Regions from separate parts of the Danio rerio genome. Here region 1 is linked to region 2. The links are chromatin contacts, called in public HiCAR-type maps. All regions are on one chromosome and are shown on one strand. Each heading gives the region's core, a stretch centred on a gene start, on an enhancer-like site or on the middle of the called end of the contact. The rest is flanking DNA. Distances are from core to core; before and after follow the strand shown. Region 1 has its middle 14 kb from the start of map2k5. Region 2 holds the start of pias1a (protein inhibitor of activated STAT, 1a).

Region 1 (5,600 bases), core at 2,449-4,948, 130 kb after region 2:
ACAGAGTGTGCTGAACATCTATTAATGGTGCACTATGCTGACATTGGTCTGTTGACTAAGCTGAAAATGCTGTACTGCTCTTAAAATAACTGAGTAAAATAGGAATTTGTTTTGCACTTTATGCTCTCATTAAGAAGATTTAAGTAAACAACAGACAGATTTCTTGTTACAAACTGAATATGTTTTTTAAACAGAGGTCTTGGGGGCTAAAGGGGGTGCAAGGGATCCATTGAAAAATTTGGAAAATTTTAATGTGTATATTTTCAATATTTTTACTTTCTAAAAAGAAAGATTATTAGTATTTTTTTTAATTATTACAAGAAAAAATAGCATTAAAAAATATCAATTATGCTAGGATAAACACACGTTTGTATAAAAGAAAATACATATAAAAAATGAACAATAACAAGATACAATCATTCATTTTCCTTTGGATTAGTCCCTTATTTATCAGGGGTTGCCACAGTGGAATGTACCGCCAACTATTCCGTCATATGTTTTACTCAGCGGATAAACTTCTAGCTATAACCCAGTACTGGGAAACACCCACACACTCATACACTACAGCAAATTTTGTTTATCCAATTCACTTATTCCCATGTCTTTGGACTGTGGGGGAAACTGAAGCACCCGGTGGAAACCCATGCCAACATGGGGAGAACATGCAAACTCCACACAGAAATGCCAACTGACCCAGCCAGAGCTTGAACCAGCGACCCTCTGGCTGTGAGGCAACATTGCTAACCACCGAGCCACCATGCCGCCCTAACAAGATCCAATAATAACAAAAATTACAAAACTCTATTCTGAAATAAATTGAAATAAATAGCAACATCAAAAAGAACTAATTAAAATACACAAATAGCAATTAGGTTGAGAGTAAATACAATTTTAATTAAAATAAATAAATAAACGTCTTAAAGGAATAAACACAGCACTATAGGAATAAAATTGTCATTTCACAGAAACGTTTTACATTTTCAGCTTTTTCCATTTTAGCTATGGGGCTCTTCAAAAAATAATGATCATTTTAGGGAGTGTGGCATCTAAAAGTGAATTTATTTTGAGCAGAGACTACAGATGTCATAAAAAAAAGCAAGTTCCAACATTTAACAACACACGTTATAATAAAACAATGTAAATACAAAAAGATATTTTCATAATGACTACACCATCATTTTTAAGTTTAGAAAGTTTTATTTCATTTATAGCTTTAAAATTTTCTTAAAAGATCTCTGCAGACAATTCTACGTAAAAGGTCAGCTTTAACTGAGTACTGATGTAAAATAATTAAATAATTCTATATACACTGAAAAAAATGTATTCAAAAACAATTCCTTGGATTTATGAAGTGGTTGTAAACAATTCATTAGGGCTGAATTTAAACAAACTAATTAAGTTTAACATTACTAAATTGCACTTGTTTGTTTTAAAATCAACACATAGAAACTGTTTGCAAAAATTTTGCAGACATAATGTTTTTTCGGTGTACATAAGAATATTTTATAGTAATATATTCAACATCACAGAATAATTTTAATCAGTGTATTACTATTTAGAGAGTCTTCTTTGTGAATGCAGCGCTAGCTTTAGCCCTTGTGTAATTACAGGGTAAAAGTTCACATTATAAAACCCCTCAATGACACAGGAAATGTTTGACTGTCGTGTCTCATGACCCTTGACTGTGACGGAGACCGGCCACACGCTTCAATCTTGCAAGGGTCTGCAGGTCAAAGACGGCACATTTGATGAATGGCACTCAGCTTTTGAAGGTTCTCTATAGGTGTTCGGTCATTTTTCAACTAAAGAAACTAAATCTAAAGCTTCATGAAGTAATTAGAGTCAAAGAGAAATCAAAGATCATGATGGAGCGCCTTTCCATTCTGTCCATATAACGGCGCCCTCTGGTGGTAGAACTGACTCGCAACAAAATAGCCACACAACCAAACAGGATCTTAAAATATCCACTAAAGCCTTGTTCACACAACTAGTGCTAAGATGCATTTCGGTCAATCTGAACACAAGGTTTTTATCCACTTTTAAAAGACCAACGACAACCACAGTCTATAACAGTAATGCTAAGCCCGTCGAACCATTTCTCTGGGTAAAGTCTGTGGATACATCAATATAGCATATTTTTTGTGTCACTGGACAACAATAATTAATGTTTTTTACATAATTTTCAGGGTTGGGTTTAAGGTAGTGGTAGATGTTGATAAAATACAATTTAATAGGTAATTTAATAAATAACATAAATATTTTTCATTATAATTACTGTTACATTACATTGATGGTTGGGTTTAGGGTAGATGTTAATAAAATATATTAAATGGGAAATTTAATAAACTATAAATAATTCTCATTACAATTAGTGTTTTTACATTATGGTGAGGGTTTGTGATTGGGGTTGGAATTTGGGTAGATGTTAATAAAATACAATTAATGGGTAATTTAATAAATAATATAAATAATTTCCGGCTGCAGCCATATACTGTCTAGAAACAACATATTCTCTGATTAAATGGAACATTTAGCGTATCTGGATGTCCCAGAGTACCTGCTTTTTGGGCATCCTCCTCGTTTTTTAAGACTTTTAAGATTAATACCATGTCAGCAAGCGGTTATTATCATCTTATATATATATATAAATGCAAGTGATTTGCACACACACCCTCATGTGGACGTTATGCTTTCATATACTTCAGAGATTTTTATGGGTTAGAAGATCCGATCAGAAGCTGCATGTTCGGTGATGTCATAAAAATTATTGATTTATATTGGTGAAATTGAAAACTGTTAAGTTTTGAATGCTTACAACTTCTAAATATGAACTATGTTACTGGTAAAAGCCCACTAGCTTACAGATCATTTTAAAGGGATAGCAAAGAGACCCCAATTTCTTTTTTTGCATCATTTACTATCCTTCACTTGTTTAAAACCTGTTTGAGTTTCTTTCTTTTGTTGAACAACAGAGCCTGGTTTCTCTAAATGTTTTTTCCTTCACTTTCGTCAAATAGTGAAGTTTGCTTCTCACCACTGTTGCCACTGGCTTGCTTGGTTTGAGACTTGTGGAGCTGCACTTCAGTGTTTGAACTTTCAGCAGTGAAAATTAACCCACACTGAACTGAACTGAACTTCAACTCTGAAAACTGAACTGACACTGTTTCGATTTACTAGAACTTCTGTCAATCTATTTTGACAAAATCTACATTGTAAAAGTGCTATAAAAATAAAGATGAAAAAAATTCGAAAACTATTTTGAAAAATACTGATAGCTAGCACCCACTGACTTACATTGTATTTCTTTCCTACTATGGAAGTCAATGAGTGCCAACAACCAGCATTCATCAAAGTATCTTCTTTTGTTTTCAACAGAAGATTAAAACTAATAAAACCACATGAGGGAGAGTAAAGAATGAGATCAATTTCATTTTGTATGTACTATCCCTTTAAGACTAACTTGTTCATACTAACGCCTCAAAATGTTTTTAGTTTGATTTCGGGGTGACTCTAACACCAGGTGTAAGAGGCCATAGTTGTGTATAAACAGGCAGCAGCTTCTTGGCAAACAGACCTCGTTCCATGCGAGTGTGTGGAAGGAAACGGAGAAGCCTCATTAGATCCATCTGTAAAACATGCAGCACACGAGGATACAGGAAGGAAGTTTATGTGTTGAGATATAGTGCGGACACATCCTTGAGAAAGCTCACCCTGTCTGTTTGTCATTCTGCCGTCTGCTTCCCGAGAGATTTCCATCCTGTCACAGTCCGGGATGGTCCGGCCGCTGGAGGTCAGGGGTCAAACCCTAAAAGAGAAATTAGTTTATTGACACAATGAGAGTTGGCAGTTTATTTGATGCTCCATCACAGTGTGTTCCAGCCTTCCTCGTGTTTGCTTCTCAATTTCACAGATCCCGCGGGATGGCCGGGAAGCAGAAGCTATATAAATGAGAAATCTATCACAGTGTTATCATGTTCTGAGGTCCCATGATCTTGAGTTCAGATCACATCGTGGCTAATCTGTTTTAGGTGTTTTATTCAGAAGGAATGTGCTAAATCCTTATTTGTCTGATAATTCTTATTTTGGTGATAACTGAAACTGAATCAATTCAAATTACTATTAGTTAATGACAAAGGCTTCTGTGATTCTGTGACAATCAATAACATGTTATATGACAAATATTAAGGAAATGGAAAAACCTTGAAAAAAAAAAGTTAAATATTATTTCAAAACTTTTATTTTAATTTAAAATGTTTAAATAACAAAAATAAAACAAAAATTAACATATATATTGTAATAAAACATTGAATTCCTTATTTATTTTATATAAATATTATATATTACACACACAAAACAAAATACTAATATAAAATACTAAATAAACAATTACAATATAAGTGTTTTAAATCATTTTGTTCAATTCAGCCTTCATCAATCTGTGAACTATATGGTTAAAATGAAGAGTATGTTTAAAATATACATTAAAAAATTTTGCAATACTACAGATTTTATATTAAATGTTATTTTTCATCTGAGCAGATAAAAATAAAAAAATAAATAAATGAAAGTCAGAATTATTAGCCCCCCTTTGATTTTTTTTCTTCTTTTTTAAATATTTCCGAAATGATGTTTAACAGAGCAAGAAAATTTTCACTGTATGTCTGATAACGTTTTTTTTTTTTTTTTCTGGAGAAAGACTTATTGTTTTATTTCAGCAATAATAAAAGCCCCTTATAATATTATATATTATAATATTATTATATTATAAATTATAATATATAATATTATATATTATAATTATATAATATATAATATTATATATTATAAAAGCCCCTTATAATTATTAGCCCCTTTTATATATGTGTTTTACATATATGTTTTTGGCATATATGGGACATATACTGTATGTTTCTAGAATTTACGGGTATGTGAACATAAGTTTCTGACATGGGACATACTGTATGTGTTTTTGACATACAGTAGTCAACATTTGTAGTTAATCATCAGCTTTTATCAAAGTTTTCCAAAATCTATTGAACAACACCAATTCTTGTCCTAGGACAATTTTGAAAAACATTCTAATTCACTTTGTGAATACTACTGTATATATACTACTGTATATATAACAATGAATTAATGTAGAACGACAGAAAGGAAGTACACTTTAAATCACACACACACACACACACACACACACACACACACACACACACACACACACACACACACACACACACACACACACACACACACACACACACACACACACATACATATATATATACATTTATACATATTACATAACATACGTCCACACTCTAAATTATATAAACAAAACCATCAATAAAATATATAAAAACTTTTAATAATAAACAGTTGAATCACATGGTACACAAAACGCAACAGACGTGCAATCCTACAAAATCAATCAACTTGACAACAAGCGCCTCAATAAAGAATATTGAGCTTTTGGATGAAGATATTCTGGTGTTGGCGAAAAAACACGCCTGCAGTCATTAGATTCCTGGAGCAGCCAATGAAAAGTGCTTAACCTCCTCCATCTGCTCGATCAGATGAGCAGACATTCAATAAGGACGGAT
Region 2 (5,573 bases), core at 2,165-4,664:
AGCATTGGAATTTCAGTAAAGGCTAAATTTTCATAATATAAATGGAAAAAACGGCCCCTGTAGTGTTTATATAATAATAATACAACAATAAATAACAATAAATAACAATATTAAAATGATTTTTGCTCGATTATCCTTTTGGATTGCTTTAATAATCCCCATGAGATCAATGGATATTTTATTTCTATACATATTATTTTAAAATCTGAAGTAAATTATCCATTTTTGTTCTCATACAATAATCAATGTTTGTGTGGCTGCGAAGTGCTCTCTCTTCTACATTTGATAACTCAATAGTAGTTTTACAGACTTTACGTTTAAATTTAAGTTGTCTCTACTTTTTAACACCCAGTCTTTGAAGTGGTCATTTTAAAGCCAAAGCTCTTCAAATTTATATTATCCTGTCATTAACAGCCTTAAATGACAGGTACAGTCCGGTAACTACATCTGACTTAAGTGAATGACTGTGGATAAAAGGAATTTAATGGAGCTAAAAATGCCCTAACCATAACAGCAGGGTTTAAAATGTGGTAAAAATACATTTGGATAAAAGGAAACTACAATTTCAAATGACAACCGGTCCCTGATATTCCACGACAAGGACAAACAAAATAAGTAAAAAATTATAATTCTGTGATTTTTAATGTCTGGAACCCCCTCATTCCATGATATTCCAGAAATTCTGTCACTCCTGGAAATTTATAATAAAGAAAATAATATGGAAAATATAGTAGCTGAAAACAGTAGTCTGCCTGACCCACTCTTCTCAAAAAGGCAGGCAAAAAGCTACCATATGATTTAGTAGTGCATGCATATTGGAAACTTTACTATCCCAATAGGCTACTGCGACAATAAAGCAACATGATCAAATTATTAAAACAACAAAAAAAATGTAATGCAAAAAAAAGACTATCATACAACACATTCATTAAATAAAGACTACACTTTTTTTTAGAAGTTATGGAACACATATTCAAAATATTTACTTGCTAAAAAAGTGTGCAAATTTAAAAAGAGCAATGAAAACTGAAAAAAATAAGCACAATATTTAATCTTGAGCATGTCACAATGCAGGATAGGGCAATACTGATATGATTTATATTTACTCTAAAGATATTTAAAGATTCAACATATCAATTATTGATTCAACACTATAAATTGTGTTCTGTGATATCATGTTTCCTATAGTATTAAAAATAGGTCTGTAGTGGTCCACAGATATAACAGACATTTGGACCACTGTATTACTGTATAATTTAACAACGACTCATGCAGCTCATATATAGATTCTATAGGGGGAACAAAACCTTTATGAGTAGGTGTCCATTAGGTTTATCACAAACATAGTCTGAATATTTTGAAAATGCCTCCAAATCCAGACACTGCCTCCAAAAAAAGAAATTACTATTTCAAACTGACTTTACAATTGTGATACACACAGATACACACATACAGTTATAAACCTAGAATGCAGTCTAAAGATAAGAGTTTAGTTTGCATCACAAAGCCTCAGAGTCATTCAACAGATGCATATCAGTCCAGTGAGCAACGAATGTGCAAGTCTACCTCTCTCATCCACCTACTAATACCTCCTGCCAGTCTGACTATTTTTCTAACCCAAAATAACATTTTGTACAGTTGCTGATTACTGCTTTTAAGTAGCTATTAAATGCTTCTACAAGCAAAGTGAAAAGAGGTGCTGCAAAATATCAGGTTAGAAGCAAACCAAATCTAATTATGGCTTTGAAATTCCTCTCTAAACTGGTATGAAGAGGTAGACCTGTTAAAGCCCAAGGACAAACTGTAGGTCAGCATGCAAGAAATTAATAAGTGCAAAAAAAGCACCAGAGGATTTTTTTTTCTTTTTCTAGATTTCTATTATAGACTAGACAAAGCCATGAATAAGAATGAATAAAAGAGAGCAGCACGCATACAAGCAAAAGAGCAGACAGTGAAAACTGTGTGAAATTCTTCTGGTGTGCCGGTCAACACTATATAATACAAATTTAGTTTCCATAGACACAACTGAAACAGCAATGCTGCTTAAACATGCATCTTGTAGACTAATTTTCCCATTCACATATAATTAAAAGGATAATTCACCCAAAAATGACATTTCTGTCATCCTTTACTTTTTTCTTCTGCTGATTACAGACACACACACACACACACACACACACACACACACACACACACAGACACAGACATACATACATACATTGTGAAGAACGTTGGAAAAGTGTAACCTTTGACTTCCAAAGTATTTTCTATCCTACTATGGAAGTCAAAGTCTACTAGTTTCCAACATCCAAAATACCATTTTTTTTGTTTAACAGAACAAGAAAAAAAAGTCATAAAAGCTTGGAAGCACTTGAGGGCAAGTAAAAAAATGAGCACTTTAAAATCTGAGTGAACAATTCCTTTAAGACCTCACACTGAGGTTCAAGAACATCACAGCCATGCAACACCTGTCATTAGCAAACTACATTAAACTTAAATGGTTTGTTCACATAAAATTAATTTCCAAATGATTCTGTAAGTTCTGTGTAACACAAGAGATTTTAAACTAATATGACAGCTTCAATAAACATTCCCTTTCACATCCCACAGATTTAAGCGAATGGTGTATTTCTGCTAACATCTTATACTTTTTCAGCATACCGTATGCATTTTAGATGCACTAACACTTACTAACAATAATGAAAACTAATAATCATATGAAATCGTTGTTTTAGAAAAGAAAGAGAAGCTGTTGCGTCCTCTGCCTCTACTGCCAATGAAGCACAAGAACGCTGAACTTAAATGTTCACTCAGCATCAAGCAATGCCATCTGAATAAGTTGAGAGATTTACCGTAGTAATCCTCATTAGTTATTTCGCTGCTGAAATCTGAGTGACGGTGCTCGTGCACTTCTCCTGCTTTGATTGACAGCACGTCAACAGCGCTCGCGCCCTGCACGCGAAGCGATGGCGCTTTCTAGAAAATCCACAAGTACCAGCGACTACATCCCACATTCACAGCAAACCCTCATATAATGTCAAATAACAGCAGGCGCTGAAAGAGACCGAGTCACAGACTGATTTTTCAGTTAATACTCTTCAGCCGATTAATTAGGGAGAAAAGAGTTAAAGTTAGTAATTCCCCTGAGGAGAGCGGTGGACAGACAGCTCCCTCTACATCAACAATAACACGCTGAAAGCTTTCTACAAGAGCTGCCCTGCAAAATCATTTCTCATGCAACTTTAGCCACGAGAACAGAGGTTTGATGCATCATAACGGCCTGTTAATGCAGCAGGTAAGTAGTACGCGTACTTCTAACGGTACAATAAGATCTCCCTGCACACTATCCGACTGGAAATTGAGCGCAGCGTTTTACCTTTAGTTCCGCACTCTCCGCCATCTTGTGACTGCTAGCGCAGGCGTGACGTTGCCGGGTCACGTGGGTGCACGCGCGGCTCGTTGCCCGGCGTAACCGTTCACACGTTTCTCAAACTGGGGTGTCCAAAAATCCCGCTCTACCTTTGTGACAGGAAAACTATGTTGAGGAAAGGTATTGTTTTTATTCCCATCTAGAGTCTAGGGGTACCATATTATAAATAGTATTGAAACGTGTATTCGGAAGAAGGAGAACAGCATAATTATGCGTTAAATTACCATTAAGTGCTTTTCATTTAGTTTTGCGGTAATGTTGACTCACAGTGGCAAAATAACATTGATATTTGGACAGGGAATTGATTATGTAAATAACATTTCATTTTGTTTAAATATGCAAATGCCGCTTAAATAGTTTGAAATGCGCTGATTTGCATACAGTTCAGAAATCTGAACATTGGATTAAGTTAGATTAAAATTCTTGTTTCTAATTGTAAAACAGAGTAAAGAGTATAGGCTACAGTGAGAATTTCTTTCAAACAAGAAAGTGTTCAAACAGAGCATTTTACAATTTTTGTAGAACAAAATCACCAAATCAACATGAATATGAATGTATTCACGTCCCTCTGTAAAACCTTTAGATTAGAATATTTGGTCAGACTTGACATTAAGGTTTCGTTAGTTAATCAGGCCTGTAGCCAGCCTGGTAAAAGGGGTGGTTCCAATCTTTTTGCAGTTTTTCGACTCATTGTCTATTTAATTATAAGTTGAAATACTGCATATTAATGACATTTCAAGCACTATTGCTTGCTAGATTAGTTTGTCAGATAGTCACACTTTTTGATGTACTAAATTCTAAAGATTTAAAATAAAAATATATATATGAAAAATAGGCTACTTATATTTAAAGTACAACTTCATTAGATCATATTTTACAAACGGGTAAAAAATTGTAATCTATAAAGTTTTAAATTAAACTGGTCTATTGTCATTTATTAGGCAAATAACAAACTGGCCAACATAATCAACTGTCCCCAGTCAGAATTTAGTTGGGTATTTGAACAATAAAAAGTTAATAATAATGATAATAAGGTAGAGCTTCAAGATTTTTATAGCCACTCTTGTAAAAAGTGCATTTGATAATTTATGGAAAACAACAATAGCCTAATTAGTATGATAACTTAAATATGGGCTGCCTTTGGTGCTTCACAACATTTTATTGGTAATTTTTTCTTTTAAGTATAAGGTCCAAGATTTAGAATAAAAGGTACTTGTAAAATGTTTTCTCTATTTAACAACAATACAATTAAGCTTACTTTACTTTGCAGGTCTTACTTTAGGTCTTAAAGCCTTTTTCGGTGGGTTATTTCCATAATTATGAAGGCATAACAGTCGGTCCTTCAAACCACCCAAACCCACCTGACTACGGACCTGTTAATATTAGTTGATGTACACTACCGGTCAAAGGTTTTGGGTCAGTTTTTTAAAAATTTAAATTATTCATCAAGGCAGCATTTATTAAATTAAAAAAAATGTTAAACATGTTAAATCCTTATTTATTAAATATTTATTTATTAATTACTGCATTTAGTTTCAAATGAAATTATTACTCCAGTCATTATTGCTTTTAATACTATTACATTAATGATGATGATAATAATAATAATAATAATAATAATAATAATAATAATAATAATAATAATAATAAACAATAACAATAATAAACAATAATAATAATTAATATTAGAGTGATTTCTTAAGGATGATGTGACTGAATACTGGAGTAATGAACCTGAAAATTAATCTTTAAAATCACTGGAATAAAAGATAAAATTAAATGATAAACTACTTTTGAAAAATAATTTTATAGAGCAATAACATTTTACTATTTTACCATTTGTACTGTAATTTTGATGAAATTAATGCAGACTTGGTAAGCAGAAGAAGCTTATTTTAAAACATTTAAAAATCCTACTGACCCCAAACAGTAGTGTATTTATTTACTGACATGAATTAATAATGAACAATGCTTGTATATCGTTTATAAAGCATACATTAGTCTACTATTTACACATTTACAGATGCATCTAAACTCACACTATGAGTACACTATGAGTTAAACTATTTATAAACAACATTATTTCCATTATTGGTAATGAAGATGATTAAATACTGTAATAAATGTATTGATCATTGTTTGC

The links. HiCAR-type assays count read pairs that join an accessible place to other places.
Region 1: a HiCAR-type map of caudal fin shows a contact between it and region 2, with 8 times the contacts expected there. The contact joins the enhancer-like site here to the promoter of pias1a in region 2. A contact is called at or near these places in 9 of 18 Hi-C or Micro-C datasets (caudal fin, embryo, fibroblasts and 2 more) and 2 of 4 datasets of contacts at active chromatin or transcription factors (caudal fin and embryo).

Annotation. Positions count from the first base shown.
Region 1 is chr7:34,141,178-34,146,777 of GRCz12tu, forward strand. It overlaps a transcript of map2k5 not described here. Among named protein-coding and RNA genes, the nearest start is that of map2k5, 14 kb to the left of the region's middle. Within about 2 kb of position 3,699, at least 7 of the 62 cell types and tissues checked have an H3K27ac peak or open chromatin away from gene starts, as enhancers often do.
Region 2 is chr7:34,009,662-34,015,234 of GRCz12tu, forward strand. pias1a (protein inhibitor of activated STAT, 1a) reads right to left here and starts at 3,415. Exons shown (of 15, transcript XR_012383356.1): 1 at 2,853-3,415. It overlaps LOC141375390 (a long non-coding RNA gene), which reads left to right and starts at 3,418. Exons shown (of 3, transcript XR_012383360.1): 1 at 3,418-3,550.